Linked DNA regions of Mus musculus: region 2 is linked to region 1. Evidence: chromatin contacts called from public Hi-C data. All regions are on one chromosome and are shown on one strand. The core of a region is the stretch at or near the end of the contact, and the rest is flanking DNA. Distances in the headings are between cores, read along the strand shown. Region 1 overlaps Vti1a (vesicle transport through interaction with t-SNAREs 1A). Region 2 has its middle 40 kb from the start of Gm4470.

Evidence for each region. Hi-C and Micro-C count contacts between places; a contact is called where the count stands out from the background.
Region 2: a Hi-C map of embryonic fibroblasts shows a contact between it and region 1, with 2.5 times the contacts expected there. The contact joins two enhancer-like sites. A contact is called at or near these places in 4 of 484 Hi-C or Micro-C datasets (embryonic fibroblasts, embryonic retina, muscle stem cells and 1 more) and 3 of 115 datasets of contacts at active chromatin or transcription factors (astrocytes, large pre-B cells and stem cell-derived neural progenitor cells).

What each region holds. Positions count from the first base shown.
Region 1 is chr19:55,540,751-55,545,876 of GRCm38.p6, reverse strand. The region is part of intron 7 of Vti1a (vesicle transport through interaction with t-SNAREs 1A); the gene reads right to left. Among named protein-coding and RNA genes, the nearest start is that of Gm41871, 160 kb to the left of the region's middle. Within about 2 kb of position 3,231, at least 99 of the 459 cell types and tissues checked have an H3K27ac peak or open chromatin away from gene starts, as enhancers often do. A contact at or near this core is called in embryonic fibroblasts and muscle stem cells, where this site is marked.
Region 2 is chr19:56,035,216-56,040,887 of GRCm38.p6, reverse strand. No RefSeq gene overlaps it. Among named protein-coding and RNA genes, the nearest start is that of Gm4470, 40 kb to the left of the region's middle. Within about 2 kb of position 3,052, at least 19 of the 459 cell types and tissues checked have an H3K27ac peak or open chromatin away from gene starts, as enhancers often do. A contact at or near this core is called in embryonic fibroblasts and muscle stem cells, where this site is marked.

The DNA of each region.
Region 1 (5,126 bases), core at 1,982-4,481:
GCTTTAGTAGTACTTTAAGGTACAATATTTCTGTTTGAGCAGCTTTTTGGCCAGTTCAATCCTGTGTTAGCCTTGTCTGCGGAAGCTAGGCTCATTCAGCTGCTAAGCTAGAAGTGAACACTGTTCACGAGAGCTCCACAGCGCCCTCTATCTGCCTCTTGCTTCAGCAAGCCAGTGAATTCCAGCACTGTTGCAAGACCGAACGGTGTGCAGATACCACCTGCTGACTTGTGACCAGGAAAGATAAAGAGTAGCAGTCCCAGAACAAGGCCTGGTCTAGAGTCTTCTGTTCACTACGTAGGCGGCCTTGGTCAGATTTGCTTACCCCAGGTTCCCATACACACGAGGAGAGAAGCAGGATATTTTACATGGTATCTATTAAAACAAAACAACACGCGTCAAGCTCCCAGCAGGATATTTTGTTCATTTGACTGAAGGGTATTTTAACCAGTGTGGTTTTTAAAAAATTAGTGAAAATCTCTTTGAAAAGTCTACATTGTCTTCTAAAACAGTGGGCTTCACCTACATGGAGACAGCGTTCCAGTCAGCGTCAGTTCTGCATGGGACCCACGTACACCTCCTCTTAGGCTTTCCTGTCTTTCTGTACGTAGGCTCTCTGGTCTCAGCCTCATTGTGCTGCCCAGGCTGCCTGCCTCTCAGTGCGTAACCTTCCTGTCTCTGTGGCCCAGCTGCTGGCATTACAGGTATATGTCCTTGTGTTTGGCCAGATAAGCCAATCTTCAACCGTGTGTGATTCCAGACCACTAGTAACCGTTTTACTAACAAAATTGGCAAAATAAAGTTTTAGAAGTAAATTGATTCCTGGGAACAATTTGGTTATTCTGTAATTCCCAAAAGCTTCTACTGTAAAAATAACATCTTTAGTCTGTGTACTCATTTGAAAGTCCCTCCCTGTGAGGGGTGCATCTGTGTCCAACTTGGTTCTGTAACTACATTCCTGAGGTCAGGGAACAGAATTTGTAAAAACTCAGAGAAACGGATACATCTCCAAAGGAGAAATACAAATGGCAGCAAACACAAGAGAAGATGCTTGCCATCATTTAGCCATTGGAGAATGCCAGAGCAAACCACGAGGCTTCCCCATCTGTGCCAAGCAACCCTAACAGAAAGACAGACAATAACAAGTGGTGGGAAGGAAGTCAGGAAGTCAGAGCCCAACACACAGCTGCTGGGCCGTGAACCACAACACTCCCCTCAGCACACAGCTGGCATTTCCTCAAAAGTCAAGCAGAGGAGGTACCGTTATCACTTAGGATTCTATTCTTAGGTACACAGAAAGGGGAAATGCAAACATACATTCACAAGAAAAGCTTTTCAACAACATTATTCATTATAGGCAACAGGCGGAGACAACCCAGAAGTTCACATCTTGGCAGATAAGCAGATGAATAAAGCTTGTGAGTATACTGGTAAAGTATGTATATACGCACATGCACAGTATAGGAGAAGGCTACTGGCCAACCAAAAGACACTTGGTATTAACACACGCCTCACCATGGATGGCCCTTGAATTCATTATGCTAAGTGAAAGAAGGGAGACACAAAACGGCCCATGATGTTTGACTCTGTGCATGTGAAATGACCAAAACAGTCAAACCTATAGAGACAGAGGAAGATGGGCCATTGTCAGGAGATGGGAGGGACAAGGAATATTTTCTTTTAAGGGTGATGAAAATATTTCAGAATTGACTTTGGTGGTGGTGGTTGTCTGACTAAGCAAATATGCTAAGAGCCAGGGAACTATACATCTAAATGGGTGGGTATGTGGTATGCAAATCATATCTCAATAAAAGCTATTAAAAACTCAATAGAGGCACACAGTCATTAAACTATAAGACTCAAGGATCAATTAAATTTAAATCAGAGTGCCGAGTACATGTGTGTGTCTATAATGGCATCTTATGTGGATAATTGCTTTATATGTTCGATTGCTTTAAACCCATTTTTACATTTATATTATTTTTCAGGAGCAGCTGAATTTTAGGGAGGTAAATAATAAACAAGGCTATTGTGGCTCTGGAAATGACATTCTTTTATTTTACTACCTAGGATTGACTCGACGGTGTAAAATGCTATTAGGAGAAAGAATGGCCAAGTCTGAATGAGAGCATGTATTTCATCGTGAAGATAAAAGTCTTTCTTCTCTCTAGTGAATACAGGTAATTTCAGAAGCAGCGACTCCTAATTATTCAGTGTTGAAAAGCTAAAAAAAAAAGGTTCACATTGAAAACAGTGACCTCCAGTTTGCTCTGTGAATGAAGACAGACACAAATTCTCATTTTCCTGGAATCCTGGTTGATAAGTGAGTTGGGGAAATGCATGCATTTCTTCATTACAGTGCAGTCGACTGTTCATTTAAATAACAATGACGGGCATAAAAGCCACAGCCGCATTATCTAGCAGTTCTACTGTGTTGAAACGCATTATTAGAGTGAACAATGCCAAGTACAGTAAATAAATGGCTGTCCCTCATTTTAGCATTATTCCTGCTTGCTTAGCTTTGTGAGAGGGCACCATCATTACGATGGCTGCATTCAACACCTTGGCCAACACCATTCACATGCATAACTCTTGAGCTGGGTTTACAAGTAGTTACGGTCTTTTCTAGCTCACGGAAAGCGAGGGGGAAGTCACCCCACCCGGTACTTAGGTATCAGGTAGTTTCAACGGAAAATAGTTGCAGAAATCAATGTTTGTTCACTGTGTCTGTGTTAAAACGGAAGCCTCCATTAGGGACAGCACACACAATAGGCTGGTTTAAAGTTGTGAAGTCTGTACCCACAATCCGACTTGAAATCAACTGTGTAAGAACTTGCTATTGGTTCTGCCTTTCACGTCAAAGTAGACACCGTCCTTTACTTTCTCTTCCATTGCCTGAAATGACTAGTGTCTTAGCCCAAAGCTCCAGGCAAACTTGGCTCTGAGTGCATCTTCTGTCTCCCAAACGTAGGAAAAATAAAAGAAGCTATTTGGAATGATTTGGTCTTGAGTCTCCAGCTTGCACACTTAAGGTGACCTGGGGTACAGTATGTGACAGAGGAAGAGGAGAGAACTTGAGCAGGCGAGGCCGTCACAGACAACACAAGCTTGCAGCATGTCTTTCCAGCCAGGCTTCCAGACATGCGCATGAAGTCACAGACAAGACTTCCTATGAATCAACAAGCATCGTCCTCATCCAGTCATGATTCAGAGTTTATCATTCTTTAGCAGTGAGTCACTTTCTCCCCACCCTCATTGAACCTCTAGATTTTCTGTACAGCAAAGCTCAGGGCAGGAAGAAGTGCAGTGCACAGTTTGAAGCTGTGTTTGGGTAGCAAGCCCGGCCCTGTCCCTCACTGGGTTTGTGCAGAGTGCCCACCCATAGCCCCTGCCTTGCCATTCCATGCTGCTGTTCGTAGCCCTGCTCTAATGCTCCTTTATCCAGCTTCTTCATCTCAGGCCAGGCATCCCACGGCAGCAAGTGCAACACAGTTAAGAACACCCCTGTGCATGCCTGCTGCTGTGCCTCTCCAAAATTTATATCATGTAAAGTTTCTCACTAGACAGATGCCCCCTCCCCATTTTACCAGATCTTTACTCTGCCATGACTTCATGTGGGTGAAGGAAGCCTGAGACAAGAGGGCTGGCTGCACAGGATGGATGGGAGGAGTGTCCCACATGTTTCAAATGTTTCTTGCTCTTTCTTGATCCCAACCGGAACCTCTCTTTACCCTGTGAACTCTTAGAAAAACGATGCATCCCTTCCTTCCCTGGCATCTTCCCTTGAGTGGGACCTTATGGGACCCATACCTTCTCCTTGGACTCATCTCCTCTCTGGGGAGCCTAGGAGGTCCGCTCCCAGCTGGTGCGCTCCTGTGTTGATGCACATCCTGACTGCTGAGATGAGCTCTTCACAAGTTTGCAGTTTGCTTGACAAAGCAGCTGCCTTGCCAGGCTTTGGTGTACTTACAAAGTAGTTAGTGGTTCAGAAATCTCTTCCCTGGGGTTAGCAGCCTGCCTCCAACACGTGTACAAGGCCCTGGTCTCAGATACGAGCAACAAGTGACATCAACAGGCACTGCAAAGATGCAGGGTAGCCTGCCAAAGTCTTCAGAAGCTTACTGTGCCCTTGAAGTGGGTCATCCTCAGGAGCTGTCGCTTTTCATCTACCCAGCAGGTGTGTGTCATCAAATAAATATCATAAAATGTCTTCCAGTCTGCAACAAATATCTGGCAAGGAAAAGAGGCGCGAGGGCCTGCTGCCTATCGTGCTTGACGGAGGTGCGCCTCCAGAGATGCCCTTCCTAAAAATGGGAAAAAGCAGTATTTTATGAGCTAAAGGTTTCCTACCCCTGTTATTTTGGCCTTCTCTCCCGTTTATCCACTCTCCTCATCCTCTCAGCCAGCAAGTTTCCTAAAGTACTCTCAGGGCTGTAAGTTCATAAGTGTTCAACAAAGGAGACCCTCGAAGCTCGGTGCCACAAAACTATATTTCCCCTCAAAGTCCGTTAGTTTAAAAAAAAAAGTAGGTCAACTGGTTTTCTTGGTTTTCATCATCACCATGGTTTAAAGTTTAAATTATTGATGCTCTTTTCCTTATGTTGGAAGCATTAGGAGACAGTAAAACAGAGAGCTTGTAAATTGCATAGTTTGGTAATTAACAGGACGGGAAGGTATGAAATTATGTATCTCAATTCTCATTAGATATTCCTAAACTTACTTCATCATTCCATGCCTAAATACTAGACATCATCAAGTCAAAAATATTTTTTAAAAGCAGTTAACACCGACTTTAAAGTTATAAGAAGATCTTACAATAGAGGAAATGTATTTGTCCTGTTTTCAAGTTTATGTACAAAGATTCTAACCCCTGAACCACAGATGGCTCTCGCAGAAGCATGAACACCATGCACGGCACCCTTGGGCAAGCCAGGAGACTCCTATGATGTCTTCACATGGGTGTAGGTGCTCTACGACCTTCACCATAGTTTTGCCATTTTGGGTCGAATACTGTCCCCCAGACTCTCAGAGTCTTTGCAGCAGTGAGCTGTCACTGACTTAGCCACTTCTCTCAGGTCAACTAAATGGTGGCCTTTTACAGGAAGCAGTCACCTCTTCCTGAATCA
Region 2 (5,672 bases), core at 1,803-4,302, 500 kb before region 1:
AAGATAGATATAGATATATGATAGAAAGATTACAGATAGAGATGGGTGATAGATATGTAGATAAGATAGGTTAATCATAAATTGGTGATTAATGATAAAGTTAGATAATAGATGATACAGGATAGATATATAGATAGATCAATAGAGATAGATAGATGGACAAAGATAGATAGATAGATAGATAGATAGATAGATAGATAGAGAGATAGAGAGATAGAGAGATAGAGAGATAGATAGAGAGAGAGAGATAGATGGACAAATTAGATAGATAGATAGATAGATAGATAGATAGATAGATAGATAGATAGATAGATGCATGGATAGATAAGTAGATAGAGGATAAATATAGAGATATATGGATATCTATGTATATCTAGATAGACAATAGATGGATGGATGATAGGTAGATAGATAGATAGATAGATAGATAGATAGATAGATAGATAGATAGATAGATAGGTAGGTAGGTAGATAGATAGATAGGTAGGTAGGTAGGTAGATAGATAGATAGATAGATAGATAGATAGATAGATAGACAGACAGACAGTGAATTTTCAAGGACTGATTGAGTGAAATGTCAAAATGTCCAGAAGCCTCTTTTCAAAGCCTGAAAGTCACCTCACAGCCCTCCAGTGGCCTGGCCTTAGAAGCAAGGGTGCCTGGCTGAATGTTTTTGGGAATCAAGCAGAAGCAGAGCCGTGGGGTCTGTGAGCTTAGGACTCCTCACCCATGTCTCTGAGCTTCTGTCCTCCCACCCAGCCTCCTGAGAAACTGCCTTCTCCTTCAGAAGACTCTGTGACTACAGCCACACCACAGCAAGAGTAGAAACCTCCTGCCACAGATGAAGTTTCACAGTTTATTATCCCTGGCATCTAATGGAGACAGCCATGCTCCCAAGCAGGGGCCTAGAAAAATCCGTCAGAGCCCCTTTCACATGCCTGCCCCTCACTGACTTGCCAGAGTTTTTTTTTTTTCCCTGTCCCCTATCATCGTCAGAGGAAAAAAGACAGAAGGCTGTGCTGGCTGGGCAACGATCAGCGGCATAGAAGGCGCCAAGGGAGAGGAAAATATGCGGCATTAATATTTAATGCCCCCTTTCCATTTTCCCCTAATAAGCTGAGTGCTACGGCGGACAGAGCTGATTTATTTTGTCAGCAGTGGAAGTATTTCAAGTATGATGCATGTCACTGGGTCACATGGAACCCATCGCACAAAAACACACATGGCAGAGACATCCAAGACAGGAGTCCTTTGGACAGGATCTCAGTCTCTGGGCTTCAGGATGTCTTGCAGACAGCCCAGGGTTTGAGTGAGGAATGACTGCAGGATAGGTGGTGAGCCCCCACGTTGGGGCACAGTGCTGCCATATGGCAGAGAGAGTCACGTGACACACAGCACCAGCACTCACTCAGGGCCCCTCAGTCCTGCCCAGTTTGCCTTGGCACCAATGATTGCCTACTTCAGACTTTGAGGGTCTCTCTAGCCACCAGAGCTTGCTGTGTCCTGTCATGGAGCAGCTGGAAGAGCTGAGGGAGGCCTCTGGAAATAGGCCTGAAGCAGTATCAAATGGAGGTGTGAGGCCCACACAGTCCTGCTTCTTCACGCCTCTGATGCGGGTTCTGGACTGACTTGCAGAGGTGTCCCGTGGGAATGACTCTCCTGTAACCTGCAACCCTGGCATGATCATTAGCACACCAGGCGTGGTGCTCTCGCCACCTCTTCACGACTCCTTCTGGAATCATCACCCACATATGCTTGCCCTGAAGTCACTGTCTCAGCCCAGCAATCCCATCCTGGCTTTCTGTGACAGGTGGGGCTTAGCCTTCAGAACACCTTCAAGACCCTTTGGGATACATTAAAATTACAGCCGGGATGAGGAACAACCCTCATATGCTGTCTTGTGATTATGAAGTCTGGTGGTCACCAAGAAAGAACTTTCTGAAAGACTATCTCCCAAGCTTTCCAAACAACTGCAGGAACGAAGAGGGACTGACATCAGCCCATTTCACAGATGAGGAAAGTAAGTCCCTGAGCATTCCAGTAGCTGCTGCACATTCCTCAGTCACTCAGAGCACAGCCAGGATACATACACCAGCATACTGTGTGTCACATCTGATGTCTCCACACAAGAGGTCTTTCCTAAGGAAGTTGGTTGGTGGAGAAAACTCGCCAGTTCTCTCGATGAGGCTTTCTGCTAACAGGAAGACTTGTGTGAGCCGAAAACTCAGAGGCAAAATGACTGTGTCTTTTCAACACCAGCCCCTGGCAGCTGAGGAGAGATTTGTGCCTGCCTTTTGTCTCTGAAGCCAATGTACCCACAAAGCACTGGAGGGTCTATGCTTGGCATTCACTCTTCCCAAGGGCTTTCCAAGATGCTTGAGAGCTGAACTATTGCTGACCCTGAAATACAAAAAGCAAAGTATAAGGGTTGGAGAGATGGCTCAGCCATTAAAGCACTTGCTGTATAAGCCTAAGGACTGGAGTTCAACCTCCAGCCCTGCAGGCGGATCCCAGAAGGTTCCTGGCGAGTCAGCCTCACCTAACTGCTAAGTCCCAGGTCTCAGTGAGAGATCCCACCTCCCAGACTGAAGTGGGAGGCCCCTAAGGAGCTACTCCACACACATACACATGGGCCTATACATATAACACACACACACACACATACACATGGGCCTATACATATAACACACACATACAAGCTCCTAAGGAACTACTCCACACACATACACATGGGCCTATACATATAACACACACATACAAGCTCCTAAGGAACTACTCCACACACATACACATGGGCCTATACATATAACACACACACACACACACACACACACACACACACACACACATACACATGGACCTACACATATAACACACACATACATACATACATACACACACACACATACACATGGACCTACACATATAACACACACATACACACACACACAGCCAAGGGGAAGCTAAAAATTAAGCAAATTCCATTAATACCTACAAATGTCATTGCTCATTCAATGGAATGTGCATCATCAGTTTACAGCCATCCAAAGTAATGCGTGGGTCATGCCCCTGCTTTGTCATGCACAATCAGATATACAACCCGAGACACCATGACTAATCACAAAATAAATGAGTTATTTGCAGCCATCTAGTTTCAAAAGCAGAATCATAAAATCCTTTGAAGCTTTTTACAGCAAGAGATAAAGTTTGCTATAATGTGGGCTCCTTTAGCGCTTTTGACATGAACTGAGGTGGGTAGATCCAAATTAAAAAGTGCCCAGGGCTAAGACAGAGCTGAAATGGCTCTCATTACCCAAAAGCTTGGCTTGCTTGCTCATCACTCCTATCCGCCCGCACCCCAGAGCCCTCTGAAAGCCTTTCTCAGCCCTAAGAATAGCCCCATGGGCCACTAGGACTCTTGGTGGGCCGAGAGAAGGATGCTGTGGATGAAAATATGGGCTTCTCATCTCTTCACCATGATCGATTGATGGAAACTTCCATAGGTCATTGATTTTTCTTTTTGAATATGTTAAGTTCTTAAAGTCCTTTTTAATATGAAGGGATCCTTGGTTTATTCTTCCCGTCAGCTCCATGCACACCCACAGACAGCTTTCCCACCAGGCCTTCACCCCACTCTGCCTGTACTTGACTTAGGAAACCATCTTAAAGCTTAGTCTTGGGACTGCTCTGGGAAAAGCCACTTCTATTCCTTGGAGACAGGTGCCTCCCTCCCTCCCTCTCTCCCTTCCTCCCTCCCTCCTTCTCTCCTTTCCACTCTTCCTTCCTCCCTCTCTCCCCTTCCTTCCCTATTCTCTTTTTTCCTCCCCCTTCCAGCCATTCCCACGCTTGCCCTTCCTCTTGGTTATCTGAAATGCCAGAGAAGGTACTACGAATGCAGGACTGAGAGACCCACCTGTGTAAACTGAAGACAGAGGAAAGGAAGAGGGGGAAAAGAGAATGTGCCAATGAAGAATCATAGTTCAAACTCAAGGATGCCCAAGAGATATAGGAAAGAGGAAGGGAAGGAAGAAGGGAGGGAAGGGGAGAGGGGGAAGGAAGGAGGGAGGTCAGATCTCTATTCGAATGGTCAGAAAAACCTTCCCTAGGAGCATTTTCTGTCTGGGAATTGTGGTATCTTTCTGGTCACGTTGTTTGGGGATTATTTGGGAAGATTCTGGGAATGAGGATTAAGAATACCTACAGTTTAAAATACTTAAGTGAGCTACTTGGTCATTTTGTCAGAAGGGGATACGATTTTCCTGATACTCTTTAATATAGTCTGTATTGATAAGTGGATACACTTCCCCAAGTACTTGGATCAAAAGAAGTCCATGTCTTTCCACAACCTATTGGCTACAGACAATGACAGATAATTTTCCAACACCCCCATTTTTTTTTTCTTTAGCTGCCAGGAAGCTCACAGAATTATAAATTATACACGTGCTAGCAGCCATGATATGACCCTTGGTTTCCAATGGAAGCTACCATGCATGGTAAGAACTGCTGTTCTCTGAATGTTAACAAGGCCAGCCAGGGCTCTGTCACTGGAATAAAGGTTTCTAGGGGTCTGGGGGAAAAACACTTTCAAGAGATGCAATTAAGTAGGAAGGATTAACTCAGGTATCAGTGCTCAGCAAATACTAGTTGTATGTGATGCTCAGAGGCAGGACAGCCACCTACCTTGTGCAAGACCCACGTACCACCAGAAGAAGTATTGCCTGAGTACAAAATTGAGAACCAACGAAGAGAGAAGTGCGTGGTGAATGTTTTCCCCTTCCTCTCGTCACGTCACCAGGCACGGCTACCACCCCAACATGATTCCACTTTCTGCAATCTTTGTAACAGAGACAGAAAGAGTAACTACAGCTTAAAGGTAAGACAGAGAAGGAAGACTGAGATAGGAGGTGGGGTAGCCTTGGAACACCTGGACTCAGCTGTCCTTGGATCTAGCGCCTGTTAGCTGATACATTCCTTTTCTTGATTGAGTTAGTACTTGCAACTTTGACTGCTGAGGTATTCAAGTGTTGTTTCCCAGCTAATTTCTCTGATGTTCTGAATAAACCAGAAGGTACAGTCATGGGGCTAACTCTAACACCCTCCATCCTTGAGTTATCTGGATGGAAAAAAAAAATCTATTTTTATTTATTTATTTATTTTACCTTTAAAAAATCTTACTATGAACCACATAGTCCAGCAAAGAATGAGTTCCAGAATATTAAAATTATTCCTACTGTTCAATAAGAATAAAACATCAATAGAAAAAAAAATGAGCAAAACACGTGAATAGGCACTTAAACGGAATGCACAGGAAGCAAGCAAACAAGCAAAGAGCTGTATCTTGTCAACTTCAGAAGTCGCTGAAGAATCACAACAGGAAGTCATGGTCAAATCCCACCCTCTCCTGTTATAATAAACAAATGAAAAGAGAGCAGCCCAGAGTAACCAGTCAGCATGCAGCCCTTTACGGCGGCCCTGTAGCCCCTGCACAGAGGTGTCGCCCCGTGCCGCAGTGCAGCCCTGACCTTCTGTGTATCCCAGAGCAGAAGCTCACTCACCTAGAACTTGCCAACCAGGTCCACAATTCCTGAGCAGTCAGTTGACACCTTTGGAGCCATTCTGTACGCACCCCTTAGGGAAGAGGAGCAGGGCATGGTTGGCAATTGTCCTAGTGC